Linked DNA regions of Rattus norvegicus: region 1 is linked to region 2. The links are chromatin contacts, called in public Hi-C maps. All regions are on one chromosome and are shown on one strand. Each heading gives the region's core, a stretch centred on a gene start, on an enhancer-like site or on the middle of the called end of the contact. The rest is flanking DNA. Distances are from core to core; before and after follow the strand shown. Region 1 holds the start of Thap6 (THAP domain containing 6). Region 2 has its middle 12 kb from the start of Uso1.

Region 1 (4,099 bases), core at 1,322-3,821, 170 kb before region 2:
TTTTCCTCGAGAAAACCAAAGTGCTTGCTGAAAGATTTCTATTTGTCAGATAAGTTATTAAAAATGTTTATGAGTATGAGCTAAGATTTAATAAATGATTTTAGTGCAAGAAAGGAAAGAAGGAAGGGCAGACGGAAGGAAGGAGATAAAAGACTTAGCAAGCTATGGAGTGCAAGTCAGTAGTAAGCAGCATTCCAGCATGGCCTCAGCTTCAGTTCCTACCTCCAGGTACCTGCCCTTCAGGATATCCTGCCTTGGTTTTCCCTAATAAACTGTCACAGGAAGGGCAAACAATAAACCCTTTGCTCCCCATGTAATTTTTGGTTCTGGTGTTTATTGCAGCAATAGAGAAGCAAACTCCTACGCTCTGCCTTGCCAGCCAAGATCAGCCTCACTTGTACGCTGGGTCTTCCCACTGTGACTACTCACTGGTTCTCTTTCCTGCTGCATTACAAAATGACCAGTGTGCAGAAACACTGTGACACAGCTGTCAGCAAAACAGCCACATTTTTGCTCTCCTTGGCAATAAAAGTCCAAAACTGCTCTATGCTATTTCCAGTATCCCCTCCAAGGAAGCTTTATCCTGGGTCTTTCACTGACACATGTTAAGATCAACAGTGACCTCCCCTTGCCAAATCAAAAGCCAATTGTCACTCCTTCTCTTACGTGAACAGCTAAACTTGATCTAGTACATGACTTGCTCCTTAAAACACCTCAGCTGGCCTCTCCTATTTAAGCAAAAGGGAGAGGGGAAAGAAAAACAATGCTTGACACTCAGAGAAAAATATTTTAAGTGCTGTGAAACACAAATTTGGTTGTGCAATTTCTTTGCAGGGGTAGGAGGGGAAAAGCAGATGTTAAATTCAGTTTTAAACCTTTGAAACCTTAAAAATATTTCAGTAGGAATGTAACCAAAAGAATAATATTTAACTCCTTATACATTAGACAACTGACCAGTTTGAAAAAACTTCATCCAATGCAATGAATCTCACCAAGCCGTGGCCTGCAGAAAAAGGTTTAAGCTGTCTTACAGATCTAAGCCTATCACTTAATCCTAACTTTTAAGCTCAGTGACCAGCAGGGCTGACTGTTAGGGTTAAAAAAGAAAATGTTGATGACCACTGTGAGTAACAGTTAATTTCCTACTGGTCATTTCTGGGGTCACACCTCCTCAACACTCTAGTCTGCAATCATCGCACTGTTTATAAAGAAAGACGTTCACCTTTGGCACAGAAGACTGGATCTGGCGGCTCATTCCGGTGAGCCCAGTACTCTAGCAATGACCCATATACACCCCCAGCCCCAGCTCCATTTTTTTCTCATTGGCAATAGCACCTCCAGGCTGGTATTCCTTCTGCCTCAGCTTCAAAAATAGCTGGACGTGTGCGTCTTCTGGAAGTACAGGCCTTTACCACTAAGACTTCCTTCTAAAATTGTGTGTTTTATAAACAAGCCCTTTAAAATGTAACTTGCTCAAAATTACAGAGCAAGTTAAGGACATATCTAAAGTATGAGGGGAAAGCTGTAAGATTCCAACAGTCAAAGTTTCTTCTCAATGGGAGGAAACTTCTAGAGACTGAAGCCAAGCCTTCGGCATTTTAAACTCGAGTCTAAGGCTGAGTTATAACCTCAGCTCAAATCTCAGACTTTCTCAACACAAAATATTAACACTATTTCTTTTAAAAAAAAAAAAAATCAGATAAGTCTTAACTGTGTGAGGGTCATTTTTAAAAACTCTAGATGACTAGAACGTCTCAAGCCAAGAAAGATGATAGCATATATGCACTAGGCACTTCTCCGATACCCAACTTAATGGCAATTACACAACTCTCATTTCACACATATATTTTTTTCTGGACAGGTCTAGGCATATTCCTAGACAGCAAAATGAAGCTGACAAGCTATACTATAAACTTACTATACATCCTGAAATTATATTCTGATTTTCCCCTTGCTGCATCATACACACTTGACAGAACTGCTTAGGACAGGCCTTTCACGTCCTCATTCTACTGTCAACCGCAAGTGAGGAGTAAACCCACCAGGGAAGTGACTTTACGCAAGGGCCAGATCTTTACAAACAAGAACTTTGCTTGCAAAGTACAAAAGCTGAGATCGAGTACAGAACTCATGCACGCCTTGCCAAAAAACGTTTCCTGCAAGGGGAACCCAATTCCAGATGGAAGGTGTCCTGACAAGCAGAGCAGTCTAAAATTTATGCCCACGACTAAGTTCCTAGCCCAACCTGCCCGGGCCGCAGCTCATCAGTAAGTGCCCTTTAAAGTCATCACCTTGAGGAGACAGGCTCTGTCATAGTGCTCGCAACCCCGCGGCCCTGGAGCCGGGCTGCGGACGCCATCTTCCTGCGCCGTCGCCGCCATCTCCTCCTCCTCCTCCTCCTCCTCCACCTCCCTCCACACAATCCACAGAACCTTCCCCCAGCTTGGAAGCCACGCCTTAAAGAAGCAGAGCCGGTCTGATACCCCTCCTCCTCGGAGCAGAGGCCACTACAGTCAATATGGCGGATGATCACGTGATCTGGAGCAGCCGGATGTCCGGTTCCTGGAGGAAGGGGCGAAAGCCAAGTGAGACGCTTATTCCGTCGTCGACGTTAGTCGCTGTCGTCGCTGCTAACGGTAATAACTCTTAGGTTGGCTCTTCTTCCCCCCCCCCATTGCTGCCAGCCCAGATTGCGGGGCGAAGGGGACCACTGCGACGCCGGGCGGGCGCTGCTGTAGGCCGCCCTGGGCCGCCAGCGCCTGTGAGGAGCGGCCCTCCCTCTGCTCGGCCCGCGGCCGCCTCCAAAAGGGGCGGAGCTCGGCGGCGGCGCGCGCAGCTCCTAGAGCCCGCGGTTGGTCGGTTCTACTTTCCCTCCGCCTCCTTTAAAAGAGGTACCTGTCACCATCCAAGATATGGGAATGAAAAGTGAAAAAAAGCAGGCACACAGATGGGTAGGGGGAGAACACCACTGCATTAAATGAGATCACAACTTGGAGCGACACTGGAAGGACAATCGTGTGCGGTGTCCCCGGGGAAGGGGACGCTCAGGCTGAAAGTTTAGTGGCAAACAGTACATCAGCAGGCGTTAGTGGGCACAGACCTGTGGGAGAGAAAATCTGACCCCGTAAGAACATGAGAAAAATAAGCCCACAAAGTTGGAATCTCAGACCTCAAGGTGCATAACTAGATGTCAGCTCTTACAAAATACCAAGACTTTTATAAAAATACCAAGAACATTTTATCAGCAAAACCAGACGTTGGGATGGGGGCGAGGGGAGGCGATTGTCTAGGAGGAGATGCCTTTGGCTTAGCCCTAAAGTTACTAACGCATTTTAATTCTCTTACAGTTTTGTTATGTTGCTAAAATCATGGTGAAATGTTGCTCGGCCATTGGATGTGCTTCTCGCTGTTTGCCAAATTCCAAGTTAAAAGGACTGACATTTCATGTGTAAGACTTGCTGTACTCAGCAGAATACTTTTAACTTTTACTAAAAATTACTCTACCCGAGTCTGCAGTTACAAGTTTTTGTTCCCAAGTTCCTTTAAAATAACCTCGTTAAAATTGACAGTGGTTCCTTTGTAATGTGCAAGTTTTAAGTGCCAAGGAATGAAAGACGAGATAACACCACCACCAAAAATCAAATACCACCACGCACAAATTGTCAGAGTCACCTTTGCTAATGTTTGTATTCTAACTCTATTAAGTTCACTATTGTTTATATGTATTTACAATCTAAATGATGGTTCTTTGTTTAAATATCCATACCTTCTATTTAGAAATAGATGAGGCAAAGCTGTTCACTATATACTACAAATTCAGACCAAGGATTATTTAACTGCATTGCGGATAGAGTTTGAGAATTCTAATTTAGCGTTAGACCATTCCTGTGATATCCATAGGAAGGATCTAATAGGGTTTAATAAATATACTTAGGATTTTTGTGAAGCTGAAAAGGGAAAGATCTAGTTACTTTAACTAGGCATGGAAATAAAAGGTGTGTATGTGCTACTGTATCCCAAAACAATATTGAACCAGCTTGGAAAGTTTGAGAAATCTGATTACTGCCTCCCATCTGTCAGAATAGTAGCTCCAGAACTC
Region 2 (3,691 bases), core at 1,030-3,529:
CAGGACCAGTGAGTGTATTTTAACCACTGAGCCATCTCACCAGCCAAGGAATTATTCTTTTTTATCTTGTTTTACTTTATGTATGAGTGTTTTGCCTGCATACATGTATGTATGCCATATGTGTGCCTGGTGCCCATAGAGCCAGAAGGAAGCACAGGATTCTCTGGAGCTGGAGTTGGTACGCGGTTATGGGCTGCCACATGGGTGCTGGGAACCAAACCCAGGTCATCCACAAGAACAGCAAAAGCTCTAGACCCATGAGCCATTTCTTTAGCCCTGCCCCCCACCCAAATTCTTTTCTTGAAAACAAAGAAATTGACAACTAAAGATACAGAACATATAAATGAAACATTTAATCCAAGCCCAGAATACCAACAGCAGCAAAAATCCCCCTTAGAAAGGGAATTAGCGGGACTACTGGTAAAAAAAAATAAAAAATAAAAATAACAATGTAAAGATATGTAGACAATAGCTAGCAGCTAGGTGCTGGTGGTGCATGCTTTTAATCCCAGCACTAGGGAGGCAGAAGCAGGAGAATCTCTGTGAGTTTCAGCCAGCCTGGTCTACAGAGCAAGTTAGTTCCAAGACAGCCAGGGTTACACAGAGAACCCTGTCTTGAAAAACCTTATTTAAAGAGAGAGAGAGAGAGAGAGAGAGAGAGAGAGAGAGAGAGAGAACAGCAAGGCATCATATATAATTTCTTGGTTTTAATCAACACAGCGCTGTGTTCTTTAAGAAAACAGTTTCATCTTTATGACGCGGATGATGAAGTCCTTGAGGGCGTGCCAATCATTCCTCAGGGATGGTTGGGGAGATGTATGCATTTGCAGAGAGTGAAGCAACTAGGAATGCTTCTGTTGGAAGGATCTGGGTGAAGGGCATTGAGGAATTCTTTATATAGCTTTTGCAGCCTCTCTCTGGTTCTGAAATTAGCTCATTAATAAAAGGTTAAAAGGGTGAAAGAATGGGGGGGCTCCGTGGGTAGGCTCTCTGGGGTCCTCATCCTTATCCTTTCTCCTGCCCAGAATAAGGTTGCAATGCAGGAGAGAGAAGAGCCGGCAAGAGTCGCAAAGCGAGCCAGGCGGGCGTCCTGCCAGGCAGACAAAACTTGGAGCCCACAGGATACCCTAGGGAGTCACCCTGCCTACTTCCAGGTATCTTATCTGAGACACTCTTCCCTGTTCTGTTACAATACACACAAAAGATGTAGCAAAGTTAAGTAATCTGTCCTACAGGTGTAGCTCAGTGGTTATGACTGTCAGCATGTGTAGGCCCTGGTTTCTATCTTTTTTTAAAGATTTATTTCTTTATTATATATAAGTACACTGTAGCTGTCTTCAGACACACCAGAAGAGGGCATCAGATCTCATTACAGATGGTTGTGAGCCACCATGTGGTTGCTGGGATTTGAACTTAGGACGTCTGGAAGAGAAGTCAGTGCTCTTAACCACTGAGCCATCCCTCCAGCCCCTGGTTTCTATCTTTTTAATTAAAAACAAGAAAAAGATTTACTTACTTGTATTTTATTTGCATGAGTGATTGGCCTACATGTATGTTTTCAAACCATGGATAGGCTGCCCCTAAGGTGGTTGTAAGATCACGTGTCAGATCCCCAGAACTGGAGTTGTGACCTTCTGTGTGCATGCTGGGAACTGAGCCTGGGTTCTCTGCAAGAGAAGCAGCAAGCTCACTTAACCTTTGGGCCACCTTCGGAGTCCCTGGCTAAGCATCATGGCGGGTGGGGGTGGGGAGGGATGGTTTTCTCAAGACCAGTTCTAATGCGGCAGGATTTTAAGAGAAACCATCTAGATTTGCAAAGAAAATGTACCTTTTCTGCTTTATTCCATGCCAAAGGCAGGCCTCACCCTGTGTAACAGGAAAAACACTTCCTAGTTGACTCAAGTAAGCACTACATGAAAGAGAAAAACTTCCTAGTTGACTCAAGTAAGTACATGAAAGAGACTTGCAGGGCTTCTTGTTGGTGGTTGCGGCGCGCGCGAGAGAGAGAGAGAGAGAGAGAGAGAGAGAGAGAGAGAGAGAAAGAGAGAGAGAGAGAGAAAGAGAGAGGGGGGGGGATTGCACAAGAGCGCCAGTTCAGTGTTGGCTGAATCAATAATTCAAGAAACCAAGCACATCTGTCTTTTTGTGTGCTGGTACAGTGAGCTATTTTTAAGCGTGGGCGGGGGGGGGGGTCACTGTGTTTATGTGGGTGATGCTTAATAAGGCTGCAGAAGTGAGTCAGCAATTTCACTCGTTTCTTGGATCTCACACCCGGCACTTTCTCCCCTCCCAGTCCCGCCTAGAAGCCCTCTGACCCTGTTCCAGTCAGCTTCTCCGACTGTCTACCTCCACCTCGGGGGAGGGTAAGGATACCATGTAACGAGTTCTAAGAGCCAAATGGTTCACCCGGAGGTGGAGGGCAAGGCTGCCGCATAGGAAGGACCCTTCTTCCCAGCTGCCAAAAGAAAACCCAAACTGCTGTGTGAGGGAGCTCCAGCCAGGGCCGAGCGAGCATGGGCTGAGCTTCTCAGAGCTCTAGCCTGCGGAAGGGAAGCTGCAGGAAGGCACTGAGTGCGGCCCAGATCTATCTGTGCCTCAGGCCCTCCTGCGGGTCCTCACCATGTTCCCATCTGAGACTGCTTGGATTCCCTATTGCTGCCTCACACACTGAGGCCAGGCCTCTAGGCACATTTTCTTTTTAAATCTGGACAGAGTTCAGTTTTCATTGCAATCCCGCCGCTTTGAAACTGTGGTCTTGAGAAAATGACTTTGTTTCCCCAATCCCCCAACCCCATGATGCTTAGCCAGGGGCTGTGGGCGATGACTCAGTGGTTAAGGGCTAATACAGGCTCAGATGAAATGTGTTCATCAATGTGTCACTGCTTGGCTTTGATTAAAATGGTGTGGATCCTGAACGTTTCTTTAAGTTCCTGACTTCGACCGTACCATCAAATTAATGCTGAAACCATCATTTTGCTCTGGCCCAGATTTTAGGCCCAGACCTAGTTAGCAGCCTTTCAGGAAGGAGAGTGGTTCCCATATCCTAAGGAGACCTCAGAGGTTTTGTTGTTTGAGATGGGACCTTACTCAGGTCTGGCTGGCCCACAACAAACTGATCCTCATGCCCCTGCCCTCGGAGCCCTGGGATTGAGGGTGTGTGGTCTCACACCGGCTATTTGTTTCTTAGCTGTACATGTAAGGTGTATGTGTGTCAGTGCCACCATGCTCATGTTGGGCTAAAGGGACAGTTCTCCCCTTTGGTCTGGGCAGCCTGCATCTCAGGTATTTTATGGTAGAGACAAATACTTGGTAGATTTTCTGGGGCTTGGCTCTGGGTCACTTTGGGTCTCACAGACCTCGTGGCTCTGTTTTGGAGAGACACGTTTAGTAGGTAGAGAGAAGGAGAGGAAGGCAAGTTGGGGCTTTTCTACCTCTTTATCTCTTGGCTTAGTCAGTGTTCTATTGTTGTGAAGAGACGCCATGGCCAAGTCAACTCTTAGAAAACAAAACGTTTAATTGGGGCTGGCTTACAGTTCGGAGGTTCAGTCGCCATCATGGAAAGGAATGGTGGCACGAGGCACGCACTAGAACGGTAGCTGGGAGCTACTTCCTGATCCACAGGAGGAAACCCCAGGCCTGGTGTGGGCTTTTGAAACCTCAAAGCCTACCCTCAGTGACACACTTCTTCTAA

Evidence for each region. A called contact is a pair of places that touch in the nucleus more often than the background predicts.
Region 1: a Hi-C map of Schwann cells shows a contact between it and region 2, with 5 times the contacts expected there. The contact joins the promoter of Thap6 here to the enhancer-like site in region 2. A contact is called at or near these places in 3 of 12 Hi-C or Micro-C datasets (Schwann cells, liver and mammary epithelial cells).

The regions. Positions count from the first base shown.
Region 1 is chr14:16,396,207-16,400,305 of GRCr8, reverse strand. Thap6 (THAP domain containing 6) reads left to right here and starts at 2,571. Exons shown (of 5, transcript NM_001107209.2): 1 at 2,571-2,636; 2 at 3,348-3,448. The coding sequence starts at 3,369. Rchy1 (ring finger and CHY zinc finger domain containing 1) reads right to left here and starts at 2,773. Exons shown (of 9, transcript NM_001007618.1): 1 at 2,292-2,773. The coding sequence starts at 2,381.
Region 2 is chr14:16,226,724-16,230,414 of GRCr8, reverse strand. It overlaps a transcript of G3bp2 not described here. Among named protein-coding and RNA genes, the nearest start is that of Uso1, 12 kb to the right of the region's middle. Within about 2 kb of position 2,279, at least 51 of the 93 cell types and tissues checked have an H3K27ac peak or open chromatin away from gene starts, as enhancers often do. A contact at or near this core is called in Schwann cells and liver, where this site is marked.